Linked DNA regions of Mus musculus: all the other regions are linked to region 1. Evidence: chromatin contacts called from public promoter capture Hi-C data. All regions are on one chromosome and are shown on one strand. Each heading gives the region's core, a stretch centred on a gene start, on an enhancer-like site or on the middle of the called end of the contact. The rest is flanking DNA. Distances are from core to core; before and after follow the strand shown. Region 1 holds the start of Pcf11 (PCF11 cleavage and polyadenylation factor subunit). Region 2 holds the start of Hikeshi (heat shock protein nuclear import factor). Region 3 holds the start of Eed (embryonic ectoderm development). Region 4 holds the start of E230029C05Rik (RIKEN cDNA E230029C05 gene). Region 5 holds the start of 2310010J17Rik (RIKEN cDNA 2310010J17 gene). Region 6 holds the start of Ccdc89 (coiled-coil domain containing 89). Region 7 holds the start of Tmem126a (transmembrane protein 126A).

The links. Promoter capture Hi-C pulls out the DNA fragments that hold promoters and counts their contacts. Capture Hi-C pulls out chosen DNA fragments and counts their contacts.
Region 2: a promoter capture Hi-C map of liver shows a contact between it and region 1, with 5 times the contacts expected there. The contact joins the promoter of Hikeshi here to the promoter of Pcf11 in region 1. A contact is called at or near these places in 2 of 39 promoter capture datasets (both in liver) and 1 of 115 datasets of contacts at active chromatin or transcription factors (embryonic stem cells).
Region 3: a contact with region 1 is called in a promoter capture Hi-C map of liver, with 4 times the contacts expected there. The contact joins the promoter of Eed here to the promoter of Pcf11 in region 1. A contact is called at or near these places in 5 of 39 promoter capture datasets (the C10 cell line, cranial neural crest, embryonic stem cells and 2 more), 2 of 484 Hi-C or Micro-C datasets (B cells and CD4 T cells), 3 of 115 datasets of contacts at active chromatin or transcription factors (astrocytes and embryonic stem cells) and 1 of 9 other capture datasets (adipose tissue).
Region 4: a contact with region 1 is called in a promoter capture Hi-C map of liver, with 7 times the contacts expected there. The contact joins the promoter of E230029C05Rik here to the promoter of Pcf11 in region 1. A contact is called at or near these places in 2 of 39 promoter capture datasets (liver and pre-B cells).
Region 5: a contact with region 1 is called in a promoter capture Hi-C map of liver, with 6 times the contacts expected there. The contact joins the promoter of 2310010J17Rik here to the promoter of Pcf11 in region 1. A contact is called at or near these places in 2 of 39 promoter capture datasets (liver and pre-B cells), 1 of 115 datasets of contacts at active chromatin or transcription factors (astrocytes) and 1 of 9 other capture datasets (adipose tissue).
Region 6: a contact with region 1 is called in a promoter capture Hi-C map of liver, with 8 times the contacts expected there. The contact joins the promoter of Ccdc89 here to the promoter of Pcf11 in region 1. A contact is called at or near these places in 6 of 39 promoter capture datasets (the 3T3-L1 cell line, cranial neural crest, liver and 2 more).
Region 7: a contact with region 1 is called in a promoter capture Hi-C map of adipose tissue, with 6 times the contacts expected there. The contact joins the promoter of Tmem126a here to the promoter of Pcf11 in region 1. A contact is called at or near these places in 11 of 39 promoter capture datasets (the C10 cell line, the HPC-7 cell line, cranial neural crest and 5 more), 10 of 484 Hi-C or Micro-C datasets (B cells, CD4 T cells, LSK cells and 6 more), 5 of 115 datasets of contacts at active chromatin or transcription factors (cardiomyocytes, embryonic stem cells, extraembryonic endoderm stem cells and 2 more) and 3 of 9 other capture datasets (adipose tissue, liver and pancreatic islet).

What each region holds. Positions count from the first base shown.
Region 1 is chr7:92,667,974-92,671,776 of GRCm38.p6, reverse strand. Pcf11 (PCF11 cleavage and polyadenylation factor subunit) reads left to right here and starts at 1,865. Exons shown (of 16, transcript NM_029078.3): 1 at 1,865-2,348. The coding sequence starts at 2,157.
Region 2 is chr7:89,939,260-89,943,062 of GRCm38.p6, reverse strand. It overlaps Hikeshi (heat shock protein nuclear import factor), which reads left to right and starts at 1,859. Exons shown (of 5, transcript NM_026304.3): 1 at 1,859-2,094. The coding sequence starts at 2,065.
Region 3 is chr7:89,978,789-89,982,591 of GRCm38.p6, reverse strand. Eed (embryonic ectoderm development) reads left to right here and starts at 1,616. Exons shown (of 12, transcript NM_021876.3): 1 at 1,616-2,180. The coding sequence starts at 2,067. RefSeq lists cis regulatory regions at 1,139-1,146, 1,342-1,349, an enhancer at 1,321-1,357 and a promoter at 18-1,780.
Region 4 is chr7:90,027,271-90,031,073 of GRCm38.p6, reverse strand. E230029C05Rik (RIKEN cDNA E230029C05 gene) reads right to left here and starts at 1,915. Exons shown (of 6, transcript NR_110365.1): 1 at 1,847-1,915.
Region 5 is chr7:90,127,747-90,131,549 of GRCm38.p6, reverse strand. 2310010J17Rik (RIKEN cDNA 2310010J17 gene) reads left to right here and starts at 1,614. Exons shown (of 3, transcript NR_046007.1): 1 at 1,614-1,678. It overlaps Picalm (phosphatidylinositol binding clathrin assembly protein), which reads right to left and starts at 1,337. Exons shown (of 20, transcript NM_001360867.1): 1 at 848-1,337. The coding sequence starts at 977.
Region 6 is chr7:90,424,649-90,428,451 of GRCm38.p6, reverse strand. Ccdc89 (coiled-coil domain containing 89) reads right to left here and starts at 2,140. Exons shown (of 1, transcript NM_027298.1): 1 at 1-2,140. The coding sequence starts at 1,868. The coding sequence ends at 756.
Region 7 is chr7:90,455,313-90,459,115 of GRCm38.p6, reverse strand. It overlaps Tmem126a (transmembrane protein 126A), which reads left to right and starts at 1,913. Exons shown (of 5, transcript NM_025460.3): 1 at 1,913-2,044; 2 at 3,597-3,692. The coding sequence starts at 3,604.

The DNA of each region.
Region 1 (3,803 bases), core at 616-3,115:
GACACAGTGAGACACTTTCTCAAACCAAACCAAACCATCCCCAAATTTTCACATTCAAAGGAAACCCCAACTCCTCAAACTCCAAAAGGCAGTTTAAATATCCAGAAATGGGCTCAGTCTGGATTGTAGGAGGATTTCTGGCAGTTATATAAAAGTCAGCACTCCTCAGGAACTTGTGAAACCAATTCCCCTCTGTCCAAAAGACATATGTGGTTACGTTGGTGCCTATCAGGATATCAAAGCACACAAATGCTGGCATTCAGGCTCCCTGGTACCACAAATACCTGTTACAGTCTTCAAAGTGCATGCTAGCATCCTAGCCCTTTTCTCCTCCTCAGGTACCCTAACCTCCCTCCAGCCCACAGGCTTCCATTCTGCCAGCTCCTCATTCTTTATAACCCTGCTATTCTTGCTGGTTTTTTTTTTTTTTTCTCTTCCTCTGCTCTGCTTTTCCTTCTCTTACCATCTTTGTCGTCTATCCGCCGCTATTCTCCCTTCTCTCAAAGACATCCATGGCCATGGTCTGATGGTCGTGTTCGGTTTATCTTTTTCTCTGCTCTGGATTCTCCAGATGCCATGGCAGTTCTTTCTTTATATCTACAATAAAAGCCTTCCCTTTAACCATAGCATGGAGTGGACGTGTCATCAGTTTGTGTGTGTATGTGTGTGTGCGAACTATCCCTCCACTGTGCTTCATAGTTCACTAAGGCTCTGACAAACTATTTGTTTTGTGTATCTTAAAAACCAGATTATAGAAATCTAAGGTATTTTTCCATATATCTCAGATGTATTTTTTTTTTTTTAAACAAGGTCTCTGTACGTAGCCTTGGCTGTCCTGGAACTCACTCTGTAGATCAGGCTGTCCTTGAAATCAGTGATCTCCGTTCTGTCTCTTTAGTGCTGGGATTAAGTGTTATGTTTTTTTGAGATAGGGACTCGTTAAGTAGCCCTGGCTGGACTGGAACTTGACATTTAGACTTGACAGGTCTCGACTCCAAGAGATCCACCTTCCTCTGCCTCCTGAGGGCTGAGGTTCAAGGCCTGAGCCATCAAGTATGGCTCAGATATTGTATTTATTCTAAGGCCATTTGGAAATGTAGCAGATTGAAGAGGTGAGTGCTATTAGGTTATTGTGAATACCCTTCCAGAAATGTGACTTCTTCAAAAGATCTCCAGCTCCTCTGGGAAAGCTTTTCTCACATAGCACCTCCTAATAAAAGCATTTTCCTGGGGACTCAACTCCTGCAAGCCTGTCTAGGTGCTTTTATGAGTGTGGCAGTTAGCAGGAGTTACTCCAGTCTGGATTCCGGGTAGGGCAGGCGTCTCCGCCTTAATGCCTGAGGGACAGCTGGCTCAGCGAGCCCCGCCCAGGCTCCCGGGAGCACCTGAGACGGGGCGACTGGCCTTGACTGGAGGCTTTCGCTCTTCCAGCTCATGCCAACCCCCGCCCGCACCCAGGAGGCAAGCGGGAGGAGGATGGTTGATGGAGTCGCCCAGTGGTTGGAGGAGTGCATAGGAAGGGGCCTGGTGCAGCTTTCATAAACTGGTTGGGCCGGTCCTCTGGAGCCTCCGTCCTCTACTGGCTTCCCTGGATGGGTTGTTATGGTAACAAATGACCGAACAGTCCCTTACGAATTGGCCAATGAGAGCCGACCGTCCTTTGCACCGCGTCTCCGAGCCGGAGGTGTTGCGAAAGCCGAGACTCGACCGAGGAAGAAGGCGGTGCTTGGACGTATTGCGGAAGGGCCGGGGGCGGGGCCTGTGACACGCGCGGGCCAGCCAATCCCGCCTGGTGTTTCCAACGGCCCCGCCCCTTACCGCACATTTCCCCTCCCCTAGTTCATTTCGCACGACGCAGCGGTTGGGAACACAGACATTTTCGGAGCTGGAGCCGCCACTGCCGCCGCCATTTTGTGTCTGTGGAGAAAGAAGCCCCGGCGGCGGCTGGAAGCGGACGGAGATTCCCCGTGAGGCTGCGGCGTTTCTTCCCCGAGGTTCCCCCTGGGTCGTCCCCCATCCCCCCTCCGTGGTCAGCATGTGGTGAAGCCGCAGCCGCCGGAGACCCGGGGAGCGAGGCCGAGGCGTCGGAAGGGAGGCGGGGTGTCGAGCGGCTTCAGCTTCGGCGGCGGCGGACCTCGGAGGGGGGCCGCGGCGCAATGTCAGAGCAGACGCCGGCGGAGGCCGGGGCTGCGGGGGCCCGGGAGGACGCCTGTCGGGATTATCAGTCGTCGCTGGAAGACCTGACCTTCAATAGCAAACCGCACATCAATATGCTGACCATTCTAGCCGAGGAGAACCTGCCCTTCGCCAAGGAGATCGTCTCTCTCATCGAGGCCCAAACCGCCAAGGTTTTTATACACCCCGCAGCCTCCTATTCTTCTAATACTCCTTGATTTTAGTGTCAGCCTCATCCCAGGTCTCGCTTCCATCCGAAGGGGGACGGAGTTCCTCCTCTCCAACCCCCCACCCCCGACTCGGGCTTGGTCTTTGGCCCCGGCTGGGAGCGTGGGCCTCTTTCGGGAGGGAGCGGGGAGGATGCAGGGTGGAGCCCCATTTCCGCTTACCAACTCCCTATTTAGGCCACCTCTGACTACGTCCCCACGCTCCACGCATCGGGGACAGCCTTTCGGATGGGGGAAATACTTAGAGGCAGTTGGTGTTTGGGGAGCGAAAGAGTTAAAAAACAAACCATCTTAAGCCCTTGGGAAGGTGGGGAGGGGCTTTCCCTCAGTGTCCTTTTTGGGGAATTGTGCTCTGTGGGTTGGAAGGAGGTGAAGGGGGACCTGGGAGCGAGCTGTCGGTGGGTTGGGTATAGGGAATTGGCCCCGAGTGGAGCAGCGGCCTGTTAGCTCAACATGGCGCCTGCAAAGCACATGATGCGAAAGGGAAGAGAGGAGAGAACCCATTCCCTGCCAGCCAGGCAGCTGCTCTCACCCGTCAGCCCCATTTTGGGGTGGGGGCTGTTGGATCAAACTTTTATTCTCCTCTCGGAGGGTCTGATTTTGCCCCAATGGTAGGAAAATTGGGCTGAGGATGGGGTTTGGGTGTGTGGGGGAGGTCTTATCCAACCTGTAGGTGGAGAATTGGCCCAGTGGGTAACAAATACTTGGAAGTTTCTTTGAAAAATTCAGTCCCTCCTTTTCCTATTCTCGTTTTCTCCCTTCCCTGATAGTGAAGGCTTGCTTTTCTTCACCCCTTGAGCGAAGTGGTCCTTTGCTACCTTCTGTTTTCCCTCTGGTCTTGCTCTTCTGTGGATTCATGTGGGAGCGATATGTTATTTAAGTAAAGTTACTGTTAAACTTAGTTTATATTGAGTCTTAACCGTTTCCCAATTAATACGTTTTAAGTTACTTTTCAAGCTTGTACTTAAGGTTTAGTTTTTTTTCTCTAGTTGTTAGTGATTGCAATTATCAGGATGAGCCTCCTTTTAGCAGAGTGAACCCCTTTTAAAAGGCCACTTTAACAACAACCACCAATATGTTGTTTAGAGACGGTTTCTGTCTAGTGTACAACTGAGTGGTCTGACTCTAATAAATGGTTTTGAAATGTGTGACTGGTATTATAAAATTTGTGAATAAAACATATAAAATATGTATTTGTCTTTTTTATTTACCTTTGTAAGGTGTAGAATCTGTTTCCAAGAATTTTTACTTTTGTGGTTGTGTGTTTTAAACAAAAGTCTTTAAGTGACTTGGGTTCATTCTTCTTTAGGTCCATCCACTCTTTTGGGTAAATCAGTTCACAAGATACACGGTTTCACGTGGTCCTTTCAAATCTTAATTTAAAGAGGGGGAAAAGGTTTT
Region 2 (3,803 bases), core at 610-3,109, 2.7 Mb after region 1:
AATGTTAGGTTAGCCAGTGTATCATGCAGCTGGTAAATGCCTGAAGTGAACAGAAGCAATCTGACGGCCAGTGGTCTTACTACGTACATCCTTTCTAGTCTAAGTTCAGGAGGCAGAGGCAGGCGGATTTCGAGGCCAGCCTGGTCTACAGAGTGAGTTCCAGGACAGCCAGGGCTACACAGAGAAACCCTGTCTCGAAAAACCAAAAAAAAAAAAAAAGAAGAAGACTTGCACTGTTTGCACTGGGGAAGAGAGACCTGTTATGGCTGGTGGTCCATGCTCAGATAGATCAAGCTTCGAAAAGACTGTGTTCTTTCCTCATGCAAAAGGCACAGGGATTAAAGCTGAAAAAGGGAGAATGAGTGCGGTGGCGGTGGCGGTCGATCCTTGGTGCTACTTCCTTTAGATAATGTTTTGTGTTTCCAATGAGCCTTTTCTGGAAATGCATCCAGAACTCAAAGGACAAGTCAGTCAGTTATGGGGCTGTGTGTGTGTGTAATGCCAGCCCTCGGGAGGTGGAGGAGAAGGATCAGGAATCCAGTATTATCCTCGACTACACAGCACGGTCCAGGCTAGTCTAAATTATGCAAAACCTTGTCTATTTAAAAAACAAACAAACAGAGAGACAAATAAATGAATAAAAACAAACAAACAAACACCAATCCCAAAAGATGAGCAGCAGTGTCACACACTTTTTTATTTTTTGGCTTTTTGAGACAGGGTTTCTCCGTGTAGCCTTGGCTGTCCTGGAACTCACTTTGTAGACCAGGCTGGCCTCGAACTCAGAAATCTGCCTGCCTCTGCCTCCCATGTGTGGGATTAAAGGTGTGCGCCACCACGCCCAGCTAGTATCAGATACTTTTAATTGTAGCATTTAGCAGGTAGAGGGAAGCAGATCTGAGTTTGATGCCAGTCTGGTCTAGAGTGAGTTCCAGAACAGCTCAGGCTACATCGAGAAACCCTGTCTTGGAAAACAACTCCCCAAAGTGAGAAAACTTAGATTATTATTTTTTTTAAAAGGCATTTTTACAACAAAACTCCCTAAGCAGCACCAGACCCTATTCTTAGTGGCAGTTATCAATTAATTCATCATTTAATCCTTCCAGCAACCCAATAGGTCTATTTGTCTCAGTTTGCAGATGATTGACTGATGAAGCTGTTATATAGCTTGCCTACAGTTGTACAGCACATTAGTTGGGGCGGGGAGGAAGCACAAGTGAAGCACTACAAGAAATATAAGCAAGAACACAACTACGTGTTAAAACTAGTATTTAGTGGGGAAAAGGACTTCTGGACCTCTATAGCTTTAGTGGTCCACGCCTATAATTCCAGCAATTGGAGGCTGAGAAAGGAGTGCACAAGTTCGAGGTCTACCTGGGCTAGGTAATAAGACACTGCCATAAAAATGAGATAAAAATATATTAACATTTTTGATATAATGTTTGTCAGGAAGAATGCAGTAAGTTGGTTGCAACTTGAATTTACGCTCCAAAAATCAATTTTTCAAGCTTCCGGGCAGGTTATGCCGAACCAATTGCCCTCCGTATAAAACGGAGATAATATTTATCCCATTAAGCTTTTGAAAGGAGAGGCTGGGTGAAACGATTCTGGCAAAGGCGTATTGTTACTCCTAAAATGTTACACAACCGCCAGAAAGGTCTTCTCCCAGCACCACCTTTAGAAACTTTGACTCACACAGGCACGGAAATCATGTACTATCAGTAGTAACTTTCAAATTCTCCCGGCTCGCCCTCTGGGAGGCTGGCGCACTGCACTATGGGATTTGTAGTCTTAGCGCGATACCAGCTCCTCCTTACTACCTTAGAAGGAGGAAATGGGTGTAATGACCCGGAAGTACTCGTTCCGGAGAGGCGTGCAAGTTAGGAAGGAAGGGTCAGAGGTCGCCGGCCCAGATGCGTTCCTGTGTTGTTATGTAGTGGAGGGTCACGTTCCTTCCTGCAAATTCTGGAAGGTTCTTGAGTTCAATTAGGACAGTGGCTGCGGAATTCCTGGTGTCCGGCCTGAGGTGCCCGCTGGCCTAGCAGAGGCGCCGAGGGCGCTGCCATGTTTGGCTGCCTGGTGGCGGGGAGGCTGGTGAGGATGGCCCGGGCGGTGGCAGGAAGGGGTCGGTGACTGAGAGCTGGGTGGTGGCACGGTGCACGGCGCTTGGAACGCGGGGAAACCTGGTCATTGTGCTTTTTTTCCTGGGCGTGTGCGACGGACGGGCAATGGGACGCTGGCCCCACTCTTAGCTGTGTTTGCGAGGCTGTCAGGATGTGACTGCATTTTGTTGAGTGCGGATTTTGTTCCACCTGCTGGGTTGAGTGCTGTAGTTACTTGTTAATTTCAGCCTTCTGTACGGCATTTCGCCGTAACCGTGGTAACTCGTGAGCTAGTCTTTCTCTCTTTGCTGTTCAGGAACGTACACTCAGTAGATAGTGTAGTAATTACTCTTGTAAATTGATAATGCTACTTAGAAGTAAAGCTGAGATTTGTAATCTAAAGCTAAGTGGTTTTCGGAAAAATTCAATTTTCCGGACAATGAAGGTGTTTTGTTTTGTTTTTCCTTTTTGGTGTCTTTGGAAGGCCCCCCCCCCCCTTTCAGAAGTTTACCGACCCAGTTTAAAATACAATAATTGCAAGTTGCTTAATAGAAATGACTGAAATTTAGGTGTGAGCCGTACCTGTGATAACTAAAGGATTCGAGTACAATGCTTTCTTTTTGGTCAGAGAGATGCCCTTGCTTAGCCAGAGCCTTAGAATGAAATGAAATGAAATGAGTGCGGGAGTGGTTGAGGAGTAACCAGAGTGAATCTTGTTTGCTCTTTAGAAACCAGCGATGTATCCGTCTTGAGACGTGACTCCTTTCTCTTTAGAGCTATTCTTGTTTTGTTTCTCCTTGTTTTGTTAAATACTGCAACCTCTTTGTTAAATTGTGCCTCACGTGTGGTAAGCGAGAGCTCCACGCCTCCGTTTTCACCAGCTTTTGATAATGTATTCTATACACGCTGCTCTTAAGAAAAACACGTGGTTCCAAGAAACCATGGACTTCTGTCTGCAGTGAATGGGAGGCTCCTGTGGAGGTGAGGTAGTGCTAACCCTGGTCAATAGCTTTTGGAATGTCCCAGTAGGAGCTCTGGGGTTTGGAAGATGAAAGAAACAATTTGAGAAGAACGTGTTCCTCAGATGTCTGCCATTAATAAAGCCCAGCTTCGTGTCTTACACCTGTATTTCCAGCTCTTCAGAAGGCTGAGGGAGGAGACCCACAGTTGCAAGGCTAGACCCTGGCTCTAAAACAGTGGTGGGGTAGTTCAGTAGTTAAAACACTTTTTTCCTGTCTTTTTTGAGACCGGTCCTTCTCTCTGTACGCCTGGCTGGCTGTCCTAGGACTCTGCAGACCAGGATGGCCTTGAACTCAGAGATCCAAGTGCTGGGTTAAAGGTGTGTGCCAGCACAGCCAGCTCAGAATTATTGTAAGCCCAAAATGTGGCCTCAAACCCCATTACCACAGAACGAAACAAACCAATGAAACCCTATGTAGAGTCTGTGTTATGTTGTGAGCTAATCTGGAAGGGAATTTCCGGCTATATGCTTTATTTGCCCAACATTAAATTTATATGATAAATATCCAGTGGATATTTCTTTAAGACAAGATTTTTTTGGGGGCTTGGAATTGTATATCATTAGACATAAATGAAAATGAAGGACAAATAGAACTACTAGCATCTCAGAACTTAACTCCATTCTTTTGCTAGAAAAACCACCTATTGAAACTTACAAACCTAATTTTCATTCTTTGAGTC
Region 3 (3,803 bases), core at 367-2,866, 2.7 Mb after region 1:
CTTACATAAACTTCCTCTGAAAGACTAAGACACTGGAGGGCGAAAGGAAAATACTTTTTATTATTAAGTGGGTGCCCAGCAAATGTCTTGTCTGTTTCTACCTCTTCATTTCACAAATGACAAATGACAATATAGAAACAATTCTGTCCTATAATTTCTACCTCTTCATTTCACAAATGACAAATGACAATATAGAAACAATTCTGTCCTATAATTGAGGAGAGGAAGTTCTTCATTCAGACATTCCCATGGCTTAACAATACACCCACCAAATCCACAAGGCTCACAAATTTATTATTTGTCTGTCAAGATTGTACCTGAGGGGACAAGTGAGCTGGCTCAGTGGTTAAGGCTGGCTACAGGCTGGCTACAGGCTGGCTACAGACTGGCTACAGGCTGGCTCGCAAACGTTAGTGACTCCAGTCCCAGGGATCCAACATCCTCTGACTTTGTGTACCAGTACAGACATGTGGGGCACAGACATACACACACTCATACACACATTTTTTTTAATCTAAAAATGAAAAATTAAAGAGTTTTTAATGATACGGGCAAATTTAGTTACCTTTCCCTATATTAAAAAATTGCCTTTTACCTAAGTCTCACAAACTCATGCAGTTGCTCACAGTGACTTATAGGTCTTGTCAGTTTCCTAGAGCCTCAGCTTTCAACAGCTAAAACGAACACTTAAGACTATGAATTATGACAATTCAGAACCATGTAATTTTTATTTATTTATTTTTGGAAAGAGGGTCTATAACGAAGCCCAGGCTGTCCTGGAACTCCTCGTGTAGACCAAACCAGTGTGTAGCTCTAACACACTGCAATCGACCTGCCTCTGACACCCTAGTGCTGGAATAAAAGGCATGCCCCCATACTCTGTCCGATCCATACAATTAAAAAAATTTTTTTTCAAACAGGTTTTTAGTAAATAGCCTTGATTGGCTCGGAACTTGCTATGTCGACCAGGATGATCTAAAGATTGAGGCGAGCAGGCAGTACTTCCGTTGTTGCCCTTCCGATGTTGGATTACTAGAATGTATCATGCATCACAAGGTATTTTTACTTAAGTCTAAATATGTAATTTAAAATACAGGCTTACTTAAGCCAATAGTGGCACCAACCGGTTGAATATAACCAATCATTGTAATAAGTATTTATTAGATAAAATATCTGCCCAGAACGGAGGCGTGTCCGTAGGCACTGATTTGGTACCGTTTTGAAATCCTCCCCGAAGCTTCAGAAACCGGTGGAAAGACTACCTGGTTCAGCAGACAGAACCGAGGGGAGGAGGGGCCAGGAGGCGGCCTGTCGTCTCCGTAACCCAGCGCGAGAATACGCCTCAGCGCATGCGCACCTGCAGGTGGGACCCGTCCATGTGCCCGATGGGGGAGGCGAGCAGGGAACAGCCTATAGATTTTGAATCTCTCCCTTCAAAAAAAGAATCTAGGCTGTGAGAAGTTCCGTAAACACTAACTCGAAGTTGTTCTCCCGAGCTCCGCATCAGGGACCGTAGACACAGACCCCCTAAAACAAGAGGTGACTTCTCTTTCCTCCCCCCTCCCTCGGGAGCAGTGGTGGGCCGATCCAGGCCACAGACTTTCGTTCGTTTGCAGCGGGTCGGAGATCGAAGGATTGAGCCAATTGCGGATGAAACGTCTTGGCCAGGAAGGGGGTGAGGGAGCAGCCCTTTGAGTTCCGCCTCGTCTCTAGGCGCTGGTGGGGAAGGGGGACGTAGGAAACCCCTGCCCTCTGAGCCAGCAGATCCGACGCCTCGGTGCAAAGTGTCGAGAGGGCGGCGGGAAAACCGCCCGCCCGGACCAAGGGACGGGAAGCAGCCGGGAAGCCGTGCGGGAGGGCGCGCGCGTGCGCGCCCCTTTTTCAGCAGTGTGGCGGGGTCGCACGCACGCCCGCCTCGGCGGCTGGGCGCGATTTGCGACAGTGGGGGGGGCGGCGGCGGTGGCGGCGCCGGCAGCTTTGCGGCAGGCTCGGGCCGGGCGTGCTTGACGGCGGTGTGGCGGAGGCCCCGCCCGAGGCGGCAAGAACCTGGAGGGAGGCGGAGGAACATGTCCGAGAGGGAAGTGTCGACTGCGCCGGCGGGAACAGACATGCCCGCGGCCAAGAAGCAGAAGTTGAGCAGCGACGAGAACAGCAACCCGGACCTCTCGGGAGACGAAAATGTGAGTGCAGCCCCGCCTGTCCCGGGACTGTGGAGTAGAAGTTTCAGGTTCTTTGGTAACTGCGGTCGGGGCCGGCGGGCGGGCGGCCGTGGGGGGAGGGAAAGGTGTCACCCGCGCTCAGGAGAACGCAGGCGTGCGGGGAAGTCCGGTTTGGCTGGGGCTTTCGAGCTGGGACTGCGGCAGATAGCAAGCAGAAAGTTGTCGAGGAGCGGATTAAAGGTCCCAAAGGGTCTGCGAGGTCCGCTCAGATCGTCCCTGCGTGGGAGACGGAGTTTGTGCCTTTGGGGGCTTGACGCTGATTGCGAATCTGAGATTGTACTTACTGGTTTAAAAGGCATGCTCGAGGTAAGAGGTTCAGTTTTCCCCAGGAAAGTTGGTACGAAGGGTCCTCGTAAGGATCCGAGGGGCTGTGTCACTGTAGAGCACTACGGGATCTTCAGGATGGAAAGTATAGATCTCTGGCTTGGGTTTACGTGACCGTGCGGTTATGTATGCCCCTTTCCATGGAAGTGCGGTGTGCCTTCGTGTCGACTTTTTTGTGGAAGGAGTAGAATCGAGAAGATCGTAGAGGGGGAGCCACCTTTGATTAAGGCAAAGGAGGGAACAGTTTGAAAGTTTTTGCTTAATGTAAAGGGATTGGAAGATTTCAGGCCACCGTGGTAAATTCTGTACTTGAGCCAAGTGTGAAGATTAAGGGAAGTCGGTGCTTAGAGAAATGCCGCCCCGTAAAAAAAAAAAAAAAAAAAAAAAAAAAAAAAAAATACTATGCAAGCGTTGTAAAGAGTACTAGACACGTGTTCTAATAATTAGATACTTATATTCTGATAGGGTAGCGTAGAGGCTTTGGCCTTTCGTATAATGATTACTTAGACTTTAATGAAAATGTCAAATTTATAATGAGGAAATTGTCAGGGAAAAAATTTAAGTGAAAGCTCATTTTATCTTTCCAAACTCCTAAGGTACATTTTTTGATGCTTTCTAAATTTATCCATAGTTGAATGATTGAGTTAGCTTTTGCTTCGGTCCCTTCAAAGAGGGACAAGACTTAACGTTTTGGTATGTGTGTTTTTGACACATTATTGAACCCTTTGGGGTCCTCTCAGAAAAAGGGATTTTTTGTTTGTTTGTTTGAGTTAGAATCTCCCTGTTCAACATAGACTCTCCCCATGCTGCCCTCACACCTGTTACCTTCCGTGCTTTAACCCTCTCAGTACCTAGAAGACATTTATGCACCACCATATCCTGCAGAATACTGTGGATGTATAGATGAAGCACATAAGATTACAAACCAGACCAAGTATAAAACTTTAAAATATATTTAATTTTCTTAAAGGGACAGAGGCATAAAAGCTCATTTGTAAAGCACATGCCTGACATCATTGGAGGGACAGGTTCTTTCCTCACCAAAGGGTGTGTGTGTGTGTGTGTGTGTGTGTGTGTGTGTTGGGGGGGGGGTGTTGTATTTTATTTTTTAAGTTTTGCAACAGGATCTCACTTTGTACTCTTTGTTGGCCTGGAATCCAGAGATCAGCATGTCCTGCCCACTAAGTGTTGTAGCAAAGGTTCGAGGCACAACACCTGGTTTCCCATCTAGAAGGAGTAATGGAACCATTGAGGGAGGTG
Region 4 (3,803 bases), core at 666-3,165, 2.6 Mb after region 1:
GGAAGTGAGATACTGATGAAAACCAGGAAACTCAGAGTAGGAAACGGGAACAATTTATTGACCATCAACACTGACTTGAGACTTTGCTAGGCAGTCTTCGAGGTCTTGGGTACAAAGACATGAGATGCTCAAGATGCTCAGCCAACCAGGAAAAGTCATACTAACCCTGTGCTGAGGAAGAGCTGTAACCAGGCTGCGGCAAAAGACAGTGGAGGCACAGAGCAAAGGATTGCTTCTAGAAATCATACAGTTTCTCGGAAGAGCTTGCACAGGGAGCTAGGTCTTGAAGGATTGCATAGAAAGCAGAGCTGGCTCTGGTATTTGTTAATCTTTCTCATTAGCCAGAATCTGGGTCATGGTATTTCCTGTTCTGTCCTTTCCTGTTGCCACCAACCACAGCACATATGCTATTACAGTTAAGGTCTAAAATTAGCATTATTAGGACCTCAGAGTTATTAGGGTTCTGTTTGTGTCTTCCTTTGCTCCCCCCAAGTTTTGACAATGGCAAAACTTAATGACTGAGCCTGCTGCTTTTGGCTATTTTAGCTGTATGTGTATACTCAGAACCTGCACTTAAATAATAGCCCAGCCAGGGACTGCTAATATGATCTCCCTAAGACCTGATTCCTCAAAGATAAAACAGGAATGAAAAATATTCGCCTCCCAGAGCCACTGTGGGGATTAACTGGGGAGAGTTCCTGGTACTGCCAGCATGTTGGCCACTTGCAGGCTGAGGCAGTTCACATAATCTGCGGGGTGGGGGATGATTCTCTTCCCCACTTTGGCGAGAGGTTTGATGAAGCGGCAGAGGAGTTACAGAAAGAAAATGTCTTCCAGGAAAGCAGAGTCCCAGAGGATGTGCCAAAAATGCAAGACTATTGTAGAGAAGGAGAAGCAGACAGAGGTTTCGTGAGCAATGAGACCCCCTCAACACCGTCCCCAGAGGTAGAACTGAGAGCCCCACTCCTGGGTTGAAGCGATGCTTTTCAATCCTACGAGACTGATTACAAAAACAGCTGCCCCGGCTCCAGGAAGGTTGTCTCTGCTCTTTATAAGGAAAAGATGACGTGCCCAGATGCTGGCCAGGGCAGGCCCCCTTTTCCATCAGGATCTCGGAAAGGTTGAGAACGGAATGTCCACTAAGCAGACATTGTCACACGCTGTCCCTACAACATCTGAGATATGTGCAGGACAGAAGATTGAGGGGCACGGGTGGGGAGCAGCTCCCTGCCCTGTCTGAATAATAAACACAATATCTGAGGGGAATGTGCCACAGGCTGAAGAAATTTAATAAAGGCCAGATCCAGACATAAACACACTGTGTGGCTTGCAACAGACAGTGAAGTGTGTGCCGTGTGAATTGAGTTCTCCTTTCCGAGAGTCCTTGATATAATTTAGGAGCCGCTTCTTGCCAATAAGCCATGATGCTCCCTGCCACTCTGGCCGTCTGCGTAAATTCTGATCATTTGCTCCTGACCCAGCTATCTACTGAGTACTTCACATCCCAGGCATTGGAGGGAGACGTGGACTCTCTGGTCTCATTCTAAGAAAGGAGAGGAAGTTGCTTTGTAAAAACCCAGGCTCTTCCTTTTGCACATCATTTGTGGGAAAGGGTATCTGCCTCTCTTAGCTGCATATGGAGAAAATAATTTCATGCAGAGAAGCTTGGTTCTGGCGTTTGCCAAGCGCCTCATCCATCTGGGGGCAAGCCCAAGACTGCAAGCCGCGCGGAGCAGCAGAACACGTTGCTATGGTAACTTGGCACCACACACCTTTGATCCTTTATGTCAGCCTCCTTCCCAGTCCCCCAACCCAAACCTGCACATTCCCTTTATAAGCAGCATACCTTCTCAGAAGATGGACAGCTTTTCTTCATTCTTACACAGCCAGTTATAAAGACATGTTATAAGGCACTTGGACAAAGGGGTAGTGCTTCCTTTTAAAGGTCAAGGCTCGGCTGGTTTTACTTCCTGATACACAGCCGTGACTGAGACCCATGTTAGCTTATCTTCTATAGAAGACTTAACTTTCAAATCCCTTTCATACATTAGTGGACTTTATCACCATGCTGTTTTAACCTCAGGCTTAAACAACCCTAAAAGACAAGAAAATGAGCCCATTAAACATTCTGTGCCCAGAAGCACCCATGTAAGGTAGAGCTAATTTTCCTGCTTTGCAAATGGGAAAATAGTATGAAACGGTCAGTGAGCAGTGGCAAGAGGAACGGTGAACGGGTGAGATGGGTCCGTGGATAAAGGTGCTTGCTAAGCCTAATGACCTGAGTTTGATGCTTGGGACCTGCATCATGAACTTCTGAACTTTGTTCTCTGACCTCAACAGGCATGCTATGGCATGCATGCACCTTTGCATACAAATAAATATAAAAATATTTCTTTTGAAAAAGATGAGGAAGCCGGGCGTGGTGGCGCACGCCTTTAATCCCAGCACTCGGGAGGCAGAGGCAGGTGAATCTCTTGAGTTCGAGGCCAGCCTGGTCTACAAAGTGAGTTCCAGGACAGCCAGGGCTATACAGAGAAACCCTGTCTCGAAAAACCAAAAAAAAAAAAAAAAAAAAAGAAAAAGAAAAAGATGAGGAACGGAACCAGGTTTCTGAACTCCAAATTTTATGCACTGCTCTTATATCTCACCTGATGTTCAGTCGCTTTCAGCCTTCATTATTTTACAAATAATAATAATAATAACAATAACAACAATAATAATACAGATGCATTCAAAGCAACAGCCAGGTTGTGTTTTTCTTTCTTCCTTTCTTTCTTCCTTTCTTTTCTGTCTGTGTGTATGTCTGTCTGTCTTTCTTTTTGGTTTGTGAGACAGGGTTTCTCTGTGTAGCCCTGGCTGTCCTAGAACTTGCTTTGTAGACTAGACTAGTCTCAAACTCACAGAGATCTGCCTGACCCTGTACCCCGCATGCTTTGGTTTCTTAAAAATAGCTTTATCAGCCAGGCTTGGTGGCACAAACTCCAGCACCAAGAAAGAAGAGGGCATCTACCCATTGAGCCAGCACTGCTGGGACATGTTGGTAATCCCAGCACTAGGGAGACAGGCAAGAGGATCTCCAAAATTTCCATGTCAGCATGAGTGACATAGTGAGTTTGAGGCAAGCCTGGGTGACTTAGCAAGCCTCTGGCTCAAAAAAAAAAAAAAAAAAAAAAAAAAAATATATATATATATATATATACATATATGTGTGTGTGTGTGTGTGTGTGTGTGTGTGTGTGTATTTTACACCGCTTACAAATGTACAATGCAATGATTTTTAAAGTTTGTAAGGTGAGGAATATACTGGGGTAACTCACATGCTCTGCAGTCTTGCCCACTTGAAGCCTGTGCTCCCATCATTTTCAGCACATCATATCAGAGTTGTACAACTATCACCACAAAAAGAAGCCAAAGATCTTTTAGCTGTTACTCCCAGCCAATTGTCCCATACTCACTTCTATGCCCAACCATAAGCAACCACTAGTACACTTTACATCCCTAAAAATTGTCCCCATTCTGGGCACTTAATATTAATGGGTATATACCTACATACACATAATATATAGTTATGTATTAATATATATTTATGTGTTTATATATAGTATATAATTATATGTTAATATGTATATTGTATGTGTATATGTTTCTTCATGACTGCTTTTTTACTAAACATAATGATGCTTTCAAAGTTCATCCGTGTTCGGATGTGATGCATGTAATATATGTATGAGACATGTCTTACATTTCTCCACTCACTCATCAGTTAGTGGGCGTGTGGGTTGTTATCTTTTATTATGTTTAGA
Region 5 (3,803 bases), core at 365-2,864, 2.5 Mb after region 1:
GGGGGGGGGGGGTAGAACATGCACAACACACAACTTCAAAACTCAGACAATATAATGATGGCAAATAAAAATAGTAACTTCCCACAAAGCCTTCCCCACACCACACTGAATCCCTTTGTTTCTACTCCCCACAAGCGTAAATGGAATAAAAGCCGAGTAACTGGGCATAGTATTGAAAGAAGGAGGTGACAAGAAGTCAAAGGAACTTAACGGAAGCTAGAATGGCAAAGATGACCGAAAAGGTAGATAGAAAGGTAGAAAAGGAAACCACAAAGAAATGGGAGGAGGGGAAAAACACTTCAAGAGCTGAGAAGTGACAGAAATCTGGTCCCACCAAGCAGAGTTAGTACGGAAATACGAAAAAAAAAAAAAAAAAAAAAAAGAAAGGAAAGGGAATTTTAAAAAGCTAATGGAACAATGGGGCGGTGAGCCTGAGTCCTGGAGACATTAGCCGGGGAATCACTGAGCGGACGGCTGCTAGGAGGTACGGGACGGGTGGGATGGAAGGGCAAAAGGGGCTGCAGTAGCTGGGAGAGGAGTCTGAGTGAGGAGCTGGGTGGGAGGCAAGTTGGTGGAGCGCGATGGGCTTGGTGGTGCCGGGGGCTAGGAGGCGAGGGTCTCAGGGGATCTCTGGGGGCGCAATGGATTGTCACATTTTTTTTCTCTCTTTTGAGAGAAGAGCAGAGGCCGTTAAAGGCAGGTGTGATGGGAGCAGAAAAGAACACACAGCTCGACCAGGCACAGGAGCCATCGTGCAGATAAGACGCAGGGAGGGAAGAGGCAGCCCAAGAGAGAGAGGAGGACGATGGAGAGGGGTCGGGAGAGGATGCGGGGGGTCTTCACTCACAGTCCAGGTGCTTTTTCTTGGGGCCCATGATCTCGTGGGTCGTGGCCTTGCATACTGTCTTAGATACCGCGGAGCCAGTGACACTGTGCTGGGCCGCGGTGATTCGGTCCGTCAGGCTCTGGCCAGACATCTCTGCGGCTCGTCCGCCACCCCTTCCGCTCCGCAGCCGGCGGGGCCTGGGACCCCCAAGCGCCCGAGGGTCCCCACCCCCCACCGCACCCCCTACCCCCACCGGCTCCCCGCCCGCCTGCCGGCCTGGGGCGGGGCTCAGGGCCGCGCGCCGCCACCCGCTCCGAGAGCCCCGGCTCGCGTGTTCCCCCGGCGGGCTCCCACACCAAGTCGGGGCCACTCCCGGGTCCCGCGCCTCAGCCTCGGCCCACCCCTTCCCTGGTCAGCTGGAGCCCGACCGGGTAAGAGGGCCAGGCAGCTGCAGGAAAATGGCGGCGCCAGGCTCCTCCTCGGAGCTTTCCGGGCTGCCCCTAGGTCACGTGACTCGGGTTCCGCCCCCTGCTCGCTTCCTCCCGCCCCTTCTCCCTTCCCTTTCCTCTCCGGCGCGCCCCCCTCCCTCGCTCCGGCGAGGGAAGAGCGGGGCGGCGCCCGCGCGCTACGTGGTGGAACCCGCCCGGCGGGCGCAACAGGAGGCCCGCCCGCGGGGGACGGCGCGGCCCGCCGCGTCACGTGACGCGCCCTGCCAACAGGTCGCCCGAGGCAGGGCCCCGCGTGTCGTAGGGGGGCGGGGGGGAGGGGCGGCCCGCTGCGCCCCTCTTTCACCCCGGAGGCGAGGACGCCCGCCCTCGTGTCAGAGGCTGACGCCGTGGGCTTGACAAAGAGGTGAGGCAGCTGCTGCCTGTGCGTAGTTTTCACCCCGAACTGGAGGTGCCTGGGCTCCGGGGCTTCGCCTCGCTCAATTTGGCGCCGACCCCACGGCCCTCCTCCTGCCTTAAAGAAAACGGCTCCAGCCAGTCTCTTTCTGAGCCTACACACAGGCCTCTTCAAATGCACCCCGCTCTCCCTTTTAGTAACAGGGCTTTGGGGCTTTTTTTTTTTTTTTCACCCCCTCGTCTTCTTTGAGAGTGTTGGAAACGTCACCTAGTTTTGTTTATCTCGACTTACTAAGAGTCGCCACGTTCCTGCCAGTCTAAATTTAGATAGAAGCCAGCCCGGTATTCATTCTCTGCGGTGTCAAATACGACAGGAAACACATAGCTTCAGTGGAATTTGAAAAGGGAAGTAGTAGGGTGATGTCAACAGTGATTAACTTGACCCTACAAGGCTGACAACCAGCGAGATTAAAGGTCCACACCATAGAAGGAAGTGAGACAGCTCGGTAAAAGGAGAAGTCCCATTCAGAGTCAGACATCAGTACCTGCGATCTCCCCTGGTTTAGCCTTTCTTCCCTTTGGCCTCTTTTCTCCTCTTGTGTGAGCCAGATTTCCATGGAAAGATATTGACTCTGCCCTGTAGGCATTTTAGACCAGTATTACATCCCGAGACTTAGATCTATGAAATCCAGAAGATCTATGAACAAAGCCTTTTTAAATGTTACTAGTGCTCCACATTTAACTCAAGAGTTAGGGATAAATTTTAAATTCTCTGTGAATGTTAAGTTACCATCATGGTTCTATGTAATCTTGCTAGTTTCAAATGAGATTCGAGCGTACTCAAAATCTGTGTACACCATCTGCCAACCAAATCTAGAATATTGCGCTTAAATCTGTTAACTCTCAACGGATGAAAAGCTAATAGATGTTTAAAATTGTGTGTGGTATGAGGAATTCTGTGGTCTCTTCACATTCCCTTTCTATCTCACACGCCATTCTGAAGCACGGTGATTTTGGCAAGAACTCACAATTCTTATTAAGGCTGCAGGTTTCATTCTTGTCACACCAGCTTGAGAATTCACAAAACTGTAAAACTCCCTTTGGTGCATCTGCATTCCATTTGTAATTTGGTACCCTGTGTTTATCAGGCAGTGGAATGACCGGGAATTTTTGTTTGGTTGGTTTTTGTCTGTGGTGTGTACTCATGTATGCATGTTCACGTGACCCACATGTGTGTGCAAGTTTTAATCCATTATAATTTCTTTTATTCTCAAACTATTCTACTAATTTCTTAGCTAATTTCTTTATCATTGTTTAACCAACTATCCAGTTAATATTTTCTGAACCTATAGTGGGATTGTTTTTGCACTAAAATTGTCTAGTAACTCTCTAAAGATTGTGTCTCCACAATGTGCCCACCCATGCCCTACCCCCATACCACCAATTAATATGTTGAATTTTAATCCTCAAGAGTGTTAAGATGTGGCCTAATGGGAAGCATTTAAATCATACACGGATTAATACTAACTATAAAAGTATTTGAAGTTCCTACTCTTTTCTCTTTCTCTTTGCCTTGTGCTCTAAAATAACCAAGCTCTTGATTTCGGGGACCTCCTAGCCTCCAGAATTGATCAATGTATGCTTATTAAAAATTAACCAGTTCTGTGGGTTGTGGTGGCAGCAGCACTTGCCTTTAATTATAACACTTGGGAGGCAGAGGAAGGCTGATCTCTGAATTTGAGGCCAGCCTGATCTACACAGAGAAACCCTGTCTTGAAAAACAAAAACAAAAAAGTTACCCAGTCAGAGCTGGTGCTGGTTGTGGTGGTAGTTGTGATGGTGATGGTAATGGGTAGTGGTAATGGAGGTGGTGATGATGGTGGTGATGGTGGTGGTGGTGGTAGTGTTGATGGGGGTGATGGTGGTGGTTATGGTGGTGATAATGCACCTTTAAGTCCAGTGCTTAGAAGGCAGAGACAGGTGGGTCTCTGTGAGGTTGAAGCCAGCCTGAACATAGTTTCAGGAGAGCCAGGGCTATGTAAGGATACCGTGTCTCAAAAAACAAACAAAAATTATCCAATCTGCAGTCTTCTGCTATAGCAACAAAAAGTAAAGCAAGCTCCACTGTCACTGTC
Region 6 (3,803 bases), core at 891-3,390, 2.2 Mb after region 1:
CTGCTATGACTAGTTACCTTAAATTGAGGTAATTTTTTTGCCTATTAGCATATTGTAAAATAGTCTCAATAGAGAATGTCTAAATCCTCTCAGTTATTAAGGAGAAAAACCAAGAAAGTGGAAGTAAGATAGACTTGCAGAAAATATTAGAATTGGTTGATGTAACGAACTTGAATCTTAATGCTCAATAGAATGAATGTATCAGAGCTAGCTTTTACACTTTGGCACACAAGTGAATGATCAAACTTTTGCTTTGCCAAGCTAATACAAAATCAGATCCAATTAGAGCCTTTTTGCTGAGAAGTTTTTGTCCTACCATGCTGACTTCTGTTTGTTTATACGCCCACCTACAGTGTTGTAAGCCTATTGTTCTGCAATGGCTAATGGGGCTGTGTCTTCCCTTTTTTCCCCCACGATAGCATGTTTATTTTAGGATCCATTAAATCATACATCTTTTCAAGCTATCTATAGGAAGATGTCTGAGGCTGAGAATGAGTGAGTTATGAGGTAGAAGATACGGATAATCTTAAGAAACCTTTGAAGGTACAGCGGGGAACACTGGTTAATCTTAAATGTGTTCTAGTGGGTGTAACTGAAAATTAACATTAACTTTGCAACAGTAACAACAACAACGTCATAGTAAAGTAGTTTTTGTACTTAAAAGTATAGTAAATGAATTATCTTTGCTTTTGCCATAAATCTAAGGCACATGGACTTGAAATATTGACTGGAGACCACAGGAAGCACAATTTCTCTTATGGAAAGAGATGGCGGAGTTTGGCATTAAGCTCTCTCTCTTTGCTTAAGAGATCCAGGCTGTGCTTTTTGAAGGCTTCTGATTGCAGACGCAGCTCATCATAAGCTTTCTGGATCCCATCTACCCTGCGCTGAAGCTCGCGAACTCTCAGGTTGCTATCAACGGCCACTGCCTCTTGCTCAAAGCGTTCCAGCGCATGCTTCTTAGCCATGGCTGCTGTCTCCAACTTCTCCTCAAGCTGGCGGATCTCAGCCTGTTTGTTCTGAAGCACCTTGCCTCTCTCCATGGACAGCTGCAGCAGCTCCTCTTTCTCTCGCAGGACAGTCTGCAGCCTGGCCTGCAGCTCCTGGTTCAGGTTGAGATTAGCCTCTTGCTCCTTTCCCATCTGTTCCGTGGCCTGCTGGTGTTGCTGTTTGATGCTCTGCAGCTGGCTGCGCAGCTCCTCGGTCTCCTTGGCATGGTCACAGGCTTGCTGGTTCTGCAGGCCCAGCAGCTCCTCCTCTCGGGCCTGAGCCTGGCTAGCTTCGTGAGCGCATCTCTGTTTCAAGACCTCCAGTTCCTCCACCAGGGCCTTGTTGAGTGTAGTGAGCTCCAGTACCTTAGCCTCCTGGTCTTTCAGAGCCTGGCTGAAGAGGCTGTTGTTTTCCTGCCTCAGCCTCGCATTCTCCTCTTTCAGCTTGACGTTTTCACTCTTGTGCGCATCCTTGAAGCGAATCATCTGCTCGTGGTTGGATGCCAGGATCATGAAGTGATTCTCCAGCTTTTGGATGTGCTCACTCTGGGCCTTCAACTTCTCCATCTCCTGCAGCCTCTTCTCCTCCAGCTCCGAGTTGAGCAGTTCTAAGATCTGGCAGCGTTCCAGGGCCTCGTCGGATCTGCGTTTCAGGATGCAGATGAGCTGGGATTGCTCTTGGATGCGGGAGCGAAGCATTGCCTTCTCGCCCTTCTCCTCCTCAGACAGTCCCCTAAGGTTGGCCAAAGCTTCTCTCAGACCGTCCATTTCCTTAAACCCCAATTCCTCATCCTGGTTTTGCAGGTTTTCGTTTTGTTTTCCTAAGATCTCGTCGGGGGGTGGGGTATCCATCCTAAGAGTCTTCTCCTCCTGCGGCATAGACGCGCTCTGCGGGAGAACTGACTTCAGTCTTTCCCCCTTCTGATTTCAAAGGGGCGTTGCTATGGACGCTTGGCACTCTCCAGCGGTTGGTTTTTCCAGTAAGGAGTCCTATAATTGGTGGACAGGCCTGCAGAACGCAGTGAGGTAATAGGGGGAGTTCAGGGCCAATCTGGTCAGGCTACGCATGTCGTTTAAACCAATCACAGTTCTTAGTTCACTGCCACTGTCCCGCCTGTGCCGCAAAGACATAAGCCTTCCACAAAGTCAGCTTCCTATTCTCTACAAATCCTGATTTCTCATAAGAGTAAACAAAGTAAGCTTACAGTGACTTACTCTGCTCTTTATTCTGAAAAGAAACTGCTGTCTATAGAAACAATTCGCCATGGGTGCACACAAAGGAGAGTCTGGACCCAAGTCTTAGCTCAGCTGCTATAAATGAAATTTCTTTTGTTTCCCTTAACTCTAACCTTATCTTTGGGAGTGGACACCTTTAGTTAGACACTCAATCCTCCTGTTTATCTATTGGGAAAATAAATGGACAGACAGAAACGCAATGAACAATACAGATGCAATCAAATCAGAAACAAAAACCAAAAACCAAACCAAAACAACAACACACCCCATGATGGTTGATTACACTTGTGCCTTGCACACTGGAAACATGGAGATACAAGTCTGTTTGACAAGACGCCAAGAGTGATAGTCGAGTGTGTATAAAAGTGTCAGATAAGATTGACATATTAATAAAAACCTTAGAAGCATTAATAGAGCACCATGTTGAAAGAGAAATAAATAAATACATTTTAAAAACGAGACAGAAACAGCTGAGCAATGAATCTCAAGAATGATCCAACAAATGCAAGCAAAAATTAGATGGTATTTCATCCACCAAAGTCAGTAAAAATAAATGGATATAATTCTCATTAATTATGATTTCCCTTTAAACATGATAATGCTCAATTAGCTGTTTCTTTTGGATATTTAGATTCCAAGCTTCTTAATTATTATGAGGTAGATGGCAGAAGCTTTGCACAAGGTTCTTCTTCCTCCTCCTCCTCCTCCTCCTCCTCCTCCTCCTCCTCCTCCTCCTCCCCCTCCTCCTCTTCCTCCTCCTTCTTCTTCAGATTATTTCAAACAAACAGCTCCCCACAAGGACAGTTACTGGCTCTCAATACAGTTAAAGCACTTTTAGTTAGCATAGACACTCTTAACTGACTTTCATCCAGAATATAAAGAGCAAATGACCAGAAAATTTGAATGTGTCTCTTCTTGTTTTACATATAGTGAACATTGTATTTGTTGATTACCTTATATGGTTATGTGATATAACAAACTGAAATTATAAAATATATTTTCTAAGAACAGGAAAAACTCTCAAAATATTAACATCAGTTGTTTCTCCGGGTTGGAATAACTGTCTCCCTCCCTCCCTACCTACCTAAGGCCCACACACATAACAGATATTCAGAGATCTTTATTGAATAGTTTTTCCACATTTAAAAATGTATTTTGTTAAGTACAAATTAACTTCTGTAACATCAAAATCGATAGATTTTTTTTCTAAATTAAAGCAAAGAACTTCAAAAGATTTATTGAGGGTGCAGGAGGAGGAATACTAACACATAGGATGTTTGAAAAAGTTTGAGTAAACCTATTTTATAATCTTTTAAAATATAAATATTAGAATACACACACACACACACACACACACACACACAAACACACATATATATTTCTCCCTAGAAGCCATAGATCATGAAACAAAGAGCTAAGCATCAGGAACAAGACATTTGCCTTAAAGCTATTGATCAAAAAATCCAGAGACTCCTAAAACGACCCAGGCTATCTTCATTCTTCTTAGTTGCCCACCAAGACTTGATAAGACCCTGTTATTGGAGATACCACATGCTTTTGTCACAGAATATGGAAAAT
Region 7 (3,803 bases), core at 664-3,163, 2.2 Mb after region 1:
TTCATGCACACATGAAAATCCCGTTTGGACCAGAATCTGCACTATAAATATCGATACACTTTTTTAAAGGATTCAAATTCTACCAAGTATGTTCTCCAACCACAAGAGAACTGAATCAGAGATTTAAAAAGAGATTAGGAAACCAAGACACTTCTAGATAGACCATAGGTCAAGAAACCTAAGAGAAATTACAAGACTTTTGAACTAAATGGAAATATTTTTTTTAATTTTAAATTAAATTTCAAAATCTGTGGGAACAAAGAGGTCCTTAGAAGGGAATTTCTGACAATAAACACACAAACTGAAGAGTAAAATGGTCTCACACCAGTGACCCCATTCATGCACATCCTTAGAAAACTGGGGGGGGGGGGGCAGAAAACACATAGGAATAAGCAGCAGAGAAGAAAAATTCAAGTTGAAAACATAAAATCCAACATCAAAAAACCCCCAAAAAACAGTGAAACAGACAAAAAATTTTTAAGATCACACTAGCTAGACTGATCAGGCTTCAAAGATTCAATAAAACACTATCAAGAGAAGACATATGAGGTCACTGCAGGATACACAGATATTAAAAACATAAGGAAATATTTATCAACAGTTTAATCCAATAAGCTTGAAATTTTGGACCAAATGGACATTTCAATTGTTCTGAGAAAAGTTTTGATGTTCAATCTAAAAGGTATCTACGCATAGAACAGTGAAATATCTATTATAGATGCTGAATTTATATTACAATTCTATCAATCAGGAAAACTCTGGGCTTAGAAGTCTCCCGTGATGATTCTACCAAACATTCAGCAAATGACATCAAAATGATACAAACGCTCCCAAAAGTGAACAGTTGCTAAATGACACTAATAAGTCAGCGCTACCCTAATGCCAGCACCGGACAAGGAAAGTGTAAAAAGGACTGGGGAAAAACAAACAAACACCCCGCTCATTGGTTAAGAGTAATTGCTGCTCCTGCAGAGGACCGGGGTTTGGTTCCACAGGAATTGGAGTACAGTCTTATTTAGAAATAAATAAATAGATAGATAAATAAATAAATAAATAAATAAATAAAAACAAAAACAAAAAAACTAGAATTGACTTGATGCCTCTCGGGACAGGAATCTTTCGGGACAGGGATCTTACTCATTAGTCTTCTGATAAATTCCAGGCCTCTCAGTTTGGTAAGCGTCTTTATAGTCTACTCACAATTTTACAAAATAACCAGGTAAAGAATTTTGTCCTTTCCTGTTTTACAGATGCAGATGAAAACTGAGACGGAAACTCACAACATTGGTTCCCAGTGGTGCTGACTTATACCCTAAGCCTCCCCCTGGCTGTTTTGTTTGGAATTCACACTGTACGCAGACCAGACTGGCCTGGAATTCACAGAAATCCCCCTGCCTCAGGCTACTGAATTCTGGGATTAAGGCGTACGTTATCACGTGCGGCTCCCTTACTTTTGAACCGTTAGTTTTTCACTACATTCCGTTAACCCTGTTTCACAGAAGCAGTGTTCTAGAGGACATGGGGAATGCTGAGGAAAACAAAACAAAACAAAAAAAAAGCACTCGCTCTGGAATTGCTCACGTTCTGCTGGAAGTCACCCACAGCATAACATGGCACAAAGATCCAAGAGCGAGATGGAGCAAAAAGTCAATCTCAGGCTAACTTCACTGCCAACGTTGCCTTCATCAGCCCGTAGCCTAGCGGCTGCCATGCAACCTACGCCAGGATCGGGGACTCGGAAGTCGGGCTGCGTGCCCAGGCGGGGTGGTGTCGAGCCCAGCCACCGCCACACCGCTGTTTCTGCAGGCTGTACCCGGGATGGGCTATAGCGGACTCGCCAGTCCTCACCGCTAGTCCACAGTTTAGCGTCTCCTGGACCGGAAGCCCGTGGACAGGAAACAGAGGCGGAGACAGAGTCACGTGTGAGCCAAAGATGGAGCTCAGACGACCCTAGCGAAGGTTGCGGTAGACTCGGCGCGGGAGGACCCGGGCAAGCACCGGCGGCTGGGGAGGCTGCCATTAGCTGCCTTCATTCTGCCGAATGGTGAGTAGCTGTGCCAATGTCGCGCTGGGAGAGGCGCGGGGTGGCCACGAGGGTGGGGAACGCTGTGTGTGCTGACCCGGTCTTCACTTTCCACCCGTGAGGGGGAAGACCTGGCTGAATTGATTGAGTTGAAGAATCACTGCCAATTTACAAATTGCTACGTTTAATTTTCCGATGCTTGGTTTTTATGCAGAAACTTTCAGAGATCTTTGTAGTATTTCAAGGTGTCTTTGTCTTTGATGGGGATTTATTAACTGAGAAATAATACCAGGAAGAAGAAACAGGACTTGAATCCTGGGATCCTGATCTAAACCGCTAAATCTGTATTTTACTTTCGAGGTTAATTTTTAAGTCAAGATTTATGGAATTTTGCACATGCAGCATTTTCCAAATCATTGTATATATACAACAGGTACCCAAGATTTGGTAAGACATTGTTCCAGTGCTGTCACAGCTAACTAATACGAATGGTGACCCAAGACAGGCTGATTTATTATCAGGTTATTTCTGAGTTTTGGTTTATTGCTACTACTGTTTTATCTTTTGAAATAGGGTCTTGGAGTACATCCAGGAACTCACAACCCTCCGGCCTCAGCTTCCCAATAGTAGAGGTATCACCACAGGTTGCAGACTTTTTTCCTGTCACCAGGAAGTATGTTTTTAAAGAGCCCAATCTAGTAAAAACGAATCCACCATTCTACACTGATATTCATCCTATGTGTACCATGCCTGCTCAGGCCAGAAAAGGGCATTAGATCACCCTAGGCCTGAAGTTACAGCTGTGTGTGAGCTTTGACGTGGGTGCTAGGGCTCGAATCTTTCATCATGTGTCCACATGCCTGCAATGCCTATGAAGGGTGAAGAGGATTCCAGTCCCCTGGAACCCTTGTTCTTTGCAATAGTGTTCTCTCAAAACTACTGAGCCCTTTCTAACCCTTGACACCTAATCATCTTTACAAAGTGGCTATTACACTTGAAATACAACTTATAGTTCCACCAGCAGATGTCACAGCTTTCCTGAATGCTTCCAAGTGAAACTAATTACCTGTGTACCTAATGACATCCCTGTTATCTTAGCTTCCACCTCATGTTTTTGTTGTTTACTGGATGTTGGCTTTCTCTCATGATGTGAGGCTCTGTCTGTTGCATCACCCCTCCACCCCACTTGTCTAGCACAAATTCTTTGGATTTTTGTTTTCCTGTAATAAATTTTCATGTAGCTCTGCTGGCCTCAAATTCCAGTATTATCAAGGACAGCCCTGAGCCCACCCCCCAACTGTTTCAACTACAGTCATGTCACCATGTCTGAATTAAGTCATTTTTTTAATGTTTCATGTATGTAGTAATTGCTTAGAAAATCAAGATTGTGGAGTGTCTTAGAAACTTATGCGCTGCTTTTCTTGTTCAGGTTTCTGGTATGCTGTATTGGGAGAGGGAAATCTTATATGCTATATATACATTAAGTTAATCTACATCTCTTACATAATTATGCATCTCAAAAGACTTTTTCTAGATATACTTTTTAAATTGGGATTGTTATATTTTTTTTTAGGTCCAAGATGGAAAGTCATAAACCAAGTACTAGCAAAGATGATTTAATACTTAATATCATATCCAGAAAAATTAAACAACTTCCAGAATCAGACAGGTAAGATTCCATAGTCTTAAAATGTCTTTACCTAAAAGTGTTTCAAAAGATTATCTTAAATTTGAAGGACTATGCATACCCAAAGGAAACTGAGCTGTCTTTTTGCTTTGA